Linked DNA regions of Hordeum vulgare: region 1 is linked to region 2. The links are chromatin contacts, called in public Hi-C maps. All regions are on one chromosome and are shown on one strand. The core of a region is the stretch at or near the end of the contact, and the rest is flanking DNA. Distances in the headings are between cores, read along the strand shown. Region 1 holds the start of LOC123449180. Region 2 overlaps LOC123449179 (subtilisin-like protease SBT1.6).

The links. Hi-C and Micro-C count contacts between places; a contact is called where the count stands out from the background.
Region 1: a contact with region 2 is called in a Hi-C map of leaf, with 4 times the contacts expected there. The contact joins the promoter of LOC123449180 here to the enhancer-like site in region 2. A contact is called at or near these places in 1 of 6 Hi-C or Micro-C datasets (leaf) and 1 of 1 datasets of contacts at active chromatin or transcription factors (embryo).

The regions. Positions count from the first base shown.
Region 1 is chr4H:508,495,994-508,499,214 of MorexV3_pseudomolecules_assembly, reverse strand. It overlaps LOC123449180, which reads left to right and starts at 1,413. Exons shown (of 6, transcript XM_045126292.1): 1 at 1,413-1,560.
Region 2 is chr4H:508,272,612-508,275,632 of MorexV3_pseudomolecules_assembly, reverse strand. It overlaps LOC123449179 (subtilisin-like protease SBT1.6), which reads right to left. Exons shown (of 1, transcript XM_045126290.1): 1 at 990-3,021. The coding sequence ends at 1,398. Among protein-coding and RNA genes, the nearest start is that of LOC123449179, 2.7 kb to the right of the region's middle. Within about 2 kb of position 1,387, at least 3 of the 3 cell types and tissues checked have open chromatin away from gene starts, as enhancers often do. A contact at or near this core is called in leaf, where this site is marked.

The sequences.
Region 1 (3,221 bases), core at 164-2,663, 220 kb before region 2:
AGAAAAAGCTATTTATCAGATTTTTGTGAGACAAATAAAAACAGGGCCGGCACAGTCTGGGTGACGCACTGTGCGTGTGAGGAACTTCCTACCGCAACGAGCGACAGGCGCTTGCGGTCGGGAGTACCTATTGGACGCTCTTTACGTTCAGCAGTGCGTGGACGTACAAAGAAATCGTGACTAGGCCGGCGCACTAACAGAAAACAAAGGATAAAATTGGATATATTTAGATAAAAGTCATGAATAGTTTTCTTGAAAAGATGAAAAATTTAGGTAGAAATTTGGAACATTTTTTCAAATTTCGGAACAATTTTTCGAAATTGCGGAACATGTTTTTAAATTCGTGAATATTTTTCCAATTTTCGGAACATTGTTTCAAATTTCTGAACATTTTTAAAATTTCTTATTTTTTTTCAAATTTCGGAACATTTTCTCAAATTTCGGAACATTTGTTTGGAAATCTGGAGCTTTTTTTCAAATTCAGGAAGATTATTTTACATTTTTTGGAACAATTTTTCGAATTACGAAACAATTTTCTGAAATTATTTTTTTACCGAAAATCAAGAACACGTTTTGAAAATCCAATTTTTTTTTGCAAAATCCAGAATATTTTTTTAAAATTCGGAACAATTTTTTACAAAGAAAGAACATTTTTTAAATTTGAGCAACATTTTTTGAAATCAGTTTTTTTTGAAACAGAATCAGAAAAAAACAAAAAGGAAAAAAACTGGTTCAGGAAACCTTCTTAAAGTTTCCAAAAACAAAAAAAAAATGATTGAAACCTGGTTCCAAAACCGGAACGGTCGAGCAGGTATATGGGCTGGCCCGTTGCGTTGCTGCTCAGTCGCTCGCCTGTGAAGCGCCTACTGCTTAACGCCACGAGTGGCAGATAGTATATTCCCGTGCGGTCGTCGACTAAGGCCCTGTTTGAAACCATCCAGATTATATAATCTAGTTTTTATAATCTATTTTGTCTCCAAACAGGACAGCTTATGGTGTAGATTATAAAACTAGATGGATAGATTATTAAAAACTCATAATCTACTCTATACCAGCTAAAATCAGATTATGGATTGCTAATGACCCATTACCCTTGTAAAGTTGGAGATAATTACATTCCTACCACCGCCATCCTCCTTTAAAAAAAAACAGAGGGCAGACAGATCATTATGCAATGTAAAACCTGGATTACAGTTTATATAATCTGGCCTCCAAACATGGTCACCTAGATTATTTTTATAAAACAGATTATATAATCTATCTTCATAATCCAGATTATCATAATCTATTATGGTTCCAAACAGGGACTAAGAATTCCCCGCCCACAAGGTACTCCATGGGCTGGGCCGTATTTGCCCTCGCGCACACACCGGCAGAGATCGTTCTTTCCTTAAAAAGAGAGAAAGAGAGAGAGAAAAGCAGAGTGATTGGCCGGGATTTGGGCGTGCGTCGTGAGGCGAAGGAACCCTACCGATCGAGGCGACGGGGTGACGGCGCACGAGCGGACGGACTCGGTGCTTCCGGCGACAAGTCCGACGACGACGAAGGACTTCCCCTCAGGTAATAACTCTCCTACTCCTTCCTCGCCCTCCTCTACATCCGGCCGTGCTGCCCTAGCCCCGACGGCGGCGGCTCCCTCCGTCTCCCCCTGCTCGTCTTCCGTCGACCTGCAGCCTCCGCCCAGGCTGCTCCCTCTCTTCCCTTGCATTCGCCCACTCAGAGCGTACCAGAGACCACGGTAGACACCCAATCCCCTAGTGTTTGAGTCTCTTCTAATCCCTCTCCCCTCTTTCTTTGGGTGACATGAGAATAACACAGCAATTTTACGAGTAGATTGCAGCTGAACTAAAAACTGCTTGTGCATTAAATATGATTTATTTACGCAGCTTTCAGCTATACAGAGCACTCTAGCAAGCACTAGAAAGACTACCCAGCCTTATTGATTACTCAAATAAGAACTACCTATTTGCAACTTTATTTAGAGTAAAAGGTAGTGTTGGTTTCAAGTATTCAATCTCAAATAGTGCAGATTAAATTCCACACCTACTCAGGCGGTCATACAAGCAAACGACCCATGCTTGACAGTTGTAAACAATTAAATATATAATGTGTAGAAGCGCATGTGCCATAAAAGGCTTACATGTCAAACACATTGTTGCCAGTCATAGAACATCATTTAAAGACATAGATTCTACAGTTCGCAGCCATGAGGCCACATGACTACTGATCTAACCGACATTGTTGAATTGTCTCCTCCCTTATGAAAGAAAAGAATATGTCGTTAACAAGAATTATACAAAGCTGATTCCACACTGGAGAAAACATGACCACCATGAGATCATGTAAGTTGTGATGAGTATGATGCTATTATTACCACACAATGAACCATTTGAGTGTACTTAATGACCACAAATGAACAAAATTGACTAACAACAATACCAAGTCAGTTGTGAAATTAGTGGATATGCAGGCAACTGGTATGATTCTGATGTGAGTACCAGAAGAAAAGGATAAAAGACGCTCTTATATTATGGGAAGGAGGGAGTAGTTTCTAGCAAAGCCAGTACGTGACATATTAGTTATTTAGTTTTATCCTTTAGTAAACTGTTCGACTTTGTTGATTAACTAAAGAGAATACATCACATTGAAGACACTGAAACACACACGAACTGTCTTTCATGACAAATCTAATGGCATTACTATCTTGATCTATTCTGAAATACACAGTAGGATAGGATTCCCATTTTTATTTATCCATATAACTATGTTGTTAGATTTGTGTGCTATGCATAGTGTTCTATCTGTCAAGTCCACAGTAGCAGTAAATTAGAAATGGAAGAGTTGGAATCATAAAGAGGAGTCTGGGTAAGTTTAAGATAGGGACAGTTTTATTCAGCTAAGCCCATTATAAATGGCTGCCACTGTAGTGCGTGCATCTTGTTTGGATTAACCAATGAATAATCAAAGCTCCTAGTAAGCGGCATGGCCTCTTCTACCTTAGGATCAGAACAGGATGGTGGTTACACACTTACACTAAGGGCGAGTTCCCTATCCTTGGTCCTTGGACTCTTACCTACCCAACCACATAACTCTATAGTTCAGCACTATGTTGCTTCCTTTCTTTAATTGATTCCCCAATTTGGATTGGTTCACTTAGTTTGAGGAAAAAATAGAGGTAGTACAAACACCTAATCACATTAATTTCATTTGAAGTGTAAGAG
Region 2 (3,021 bases), core at 138-2,637:
TGAAGAGAAGAACCATGACGACGTCTTCAAAAAAAGCGTGACACCCACGAGTGACACGTCGTTAGCATCAAGGCACGGAGCTTTCGCTCGACAACTCCTTCGTGCCACCATGAGGCCGCGAGGATGGACACGGTGATGTTAGATTCTCATATCTAAATATAAAACGCTTCCTCCATACGAGAGATGGCACGTTCAATCCAGTCGCTGCAGCAACTTCCCTTGCCCACACAACCTTGAAGGAGACCCACCACCTGCGTGATTATGCTCGTAAGAGAGCAACCCATGTGTACTGCCGTCCCCATTCCTGTCGCAACGCATCATGTGTCACTCACATCAAAATACACTCAACCACGATGGTAAGAACGACGATACCCCATCTACTTTTAACCCGACATCAGTCACCGACGCCGATCCGCGCAGACTCAACGATATCACGACCACGAAGCACCATACCCGCGAGGAGAGCATGAACACCATCCGCAAAGTGCTGTTGGGGCAAAAGGCTTCGCCACTACGAGCAGCAACTTATGTTTAAAGCACACAAGATAACGCATTGCCTTCGGGTAAAAGAAAAGAACGATTTGGACTAGTGATATCTTGTGTAGCCGCATATCTTTATGTAAGTGGAGACCTGCATCGCAGGATGGAAGTCCTCGTCAAGACGCACCCCGGTCGACCGGAGAAGATGGACGATTCTACCAGGTGTGTTCACGTTGTGGATGAAAGCCAGTCCAAGAATGATGGCATTTGCTTATTCGAGTACCCGCGGAACTCGAGAAGCATCAGCCCTCGCTTTCCTCGTTGCTGGCGCTGCCGGGCAAAGTGAGTGCCCGTGGAAAACGACCCAAAAGGCACCGGATACCGAGCATCCAACGAACTTTATCATCTTTCTGTACAATTATAAAAACTTGCAGCTGCTCAAGAGGTTTTGTGCCCATCCATCTGGAAATTCGGCGGTACACAGAGGCAAGATCTCATGGGCAGGCCCGTACAAAATGGCATGGCTCCATAAACAGACAAAAGTTTACATTAGATTTAGTTGAAGAGAATGCAGCAGCTACACAAAAGTTACACTGGAACTACTACAGTAATACTACTAGAGTTTCTCCGCTTTTGTCATGTTTGGACCTTTCTTTCCGTTGCTCCCGCGGCAACTGGCGTTGCCCGCGAAAGCAAACAAACTGCTGTCACTGTACTCTATATAGGACTACTGTCTCACTGCCTGCGCTTTAATCGATCTCAGCAGAGAAAAAGGCCCTACGTAATTAAACTACTGCGGCCTGCCACCTTCAATGCGCAGCGCCCCCGACCGCAACCGTTACCACCGCAGTCCAACTCTCTCTGACTTCTGCTCACTCGCCACTGCCTTATCGCCAACCGCTCTGGGCACTTGTCAATCACATGGGCTGCAGCCACGTCACCACGATGGGGCTCCGGACGTCGTGCCCGCGGCCGTCTGACCAGACGAGGTGCCCGTGCACCGGCGCCGCCGTAGAGGGAGCGGACGCCGCCGACACCGTCACCGCGAAGCTCTGCTTCTTCACGGACGGGGAGAATACGAGCTTCTCCGGCTTCACCGCCACGGACGCGCCGCCGCTCGCCATCTCCACGCGCGCCTTGTACGTCGCGGACGCCTCGGCGCCGACATTGGTCGCCGTGCGGATCACCGTCTTCGACTGGTTGTTGCCGTAGAGCACCACCGAGATTGACGGGTAGTTCAGGTCGGACCCTGAGGGCTTCCTGCTCGTCGCGGCGGGGCACGACACGGGCTTGTGCGTGATCACCTCGATCGCGTTGGCCGCGTACCCGATGCTGCACATGAACGCCACGTAGTCCTCGTCCCCGATGTCGTACACCAGCCCCGGGTCCAGGGCCTTGCCCAGCGCGATGTGCCCCGCGCCGTAGTCGAGCGGCGTCGCGGCGCGCCCGGGCTCGGCCTCGTCCGCCACGGCGCCGCCGCGGTTGTCGGTCACGATGGCCGTGGTCATCAGCGCCGAGCGGATCACCGCCGGCGACCATCCAGGGTGCGCGGACCGGAGCAGCGCCGCGGCGCCGCTCGCGTGCGGGCACGCCATGGACGTACCCGACAGGATGTTGAACTCCGTCCGCCGGGCGTCGGCTTCCAGGCCGGTTGGACCGGTGGCGCCCGTCCACGCCGCGAGGATGTTGACGCCGGGAGCGATGAAGTCCGGTTTCAGGATTTCCGGGACGAGTCCGTTCGGCCCGCGCGCCGAGAAGGAGGCCACCAGGGGAGCCGGCTTGACGCCGATGACCGTGCCCCGGAACACAATTGTTGCGGTCGGGTTGGTGGTGTTGGCAGCATACGCCTTGAGCGCGTCGCCCTCGTTCTCGCCCACCGAGCAAGCAGGGAGGACGTGGGCGTCTCCTACCAGACCTTCGCCGTTGGCCTCTCCGTTGGCAAGAACCATGGCCGCACCACCAGCATCCTTGACAACCATCCCCTTGGCCACGCGTGGGCTGCTCCCGCGGTCGCAGATGACAATCTTGCCGGCCACAAGCGACGGGTCGATGGAGTTCTCCATGCACAGCGAAGCTGACAGCCCACCTGACCTCCCGGGGTAGTACAAAGACAACATTGTGTTGTTGGCCAGGGGCTTGCCGGAGTAGAGGGACACTCCTGACATGCGCCTCCCGTCGCCGAGCACAATCTCCGCGGGGAAGTTGCGGTCGATGGTGCCGGCGCCCACGGTGGCGATCCACGGGGCGAGGTTGGTCACTGACATGGGAGCGGGCCCTTCGTTTCCTGCGGAGGTGGCCACGAACACTCCCCGCGAAACGGCGCCGTACGAGCCGATGGCAATTGGGTCAATATAGAACGGCGACACCGCGCCGTTGCCGCCGCCTATGGACACGGAGATGACATCCACGCCGTCCGCGACGGCGCGGTCGAAGCCGGCGAGGATGTCGGAGTCGAGGCAGCCGGCGCCCTTCCAGCACACCTTGTACGCGGCCACCCTGGCCTTGGGCGCGACGCCCTTGGCCACCCCGGAAGCGTACCCC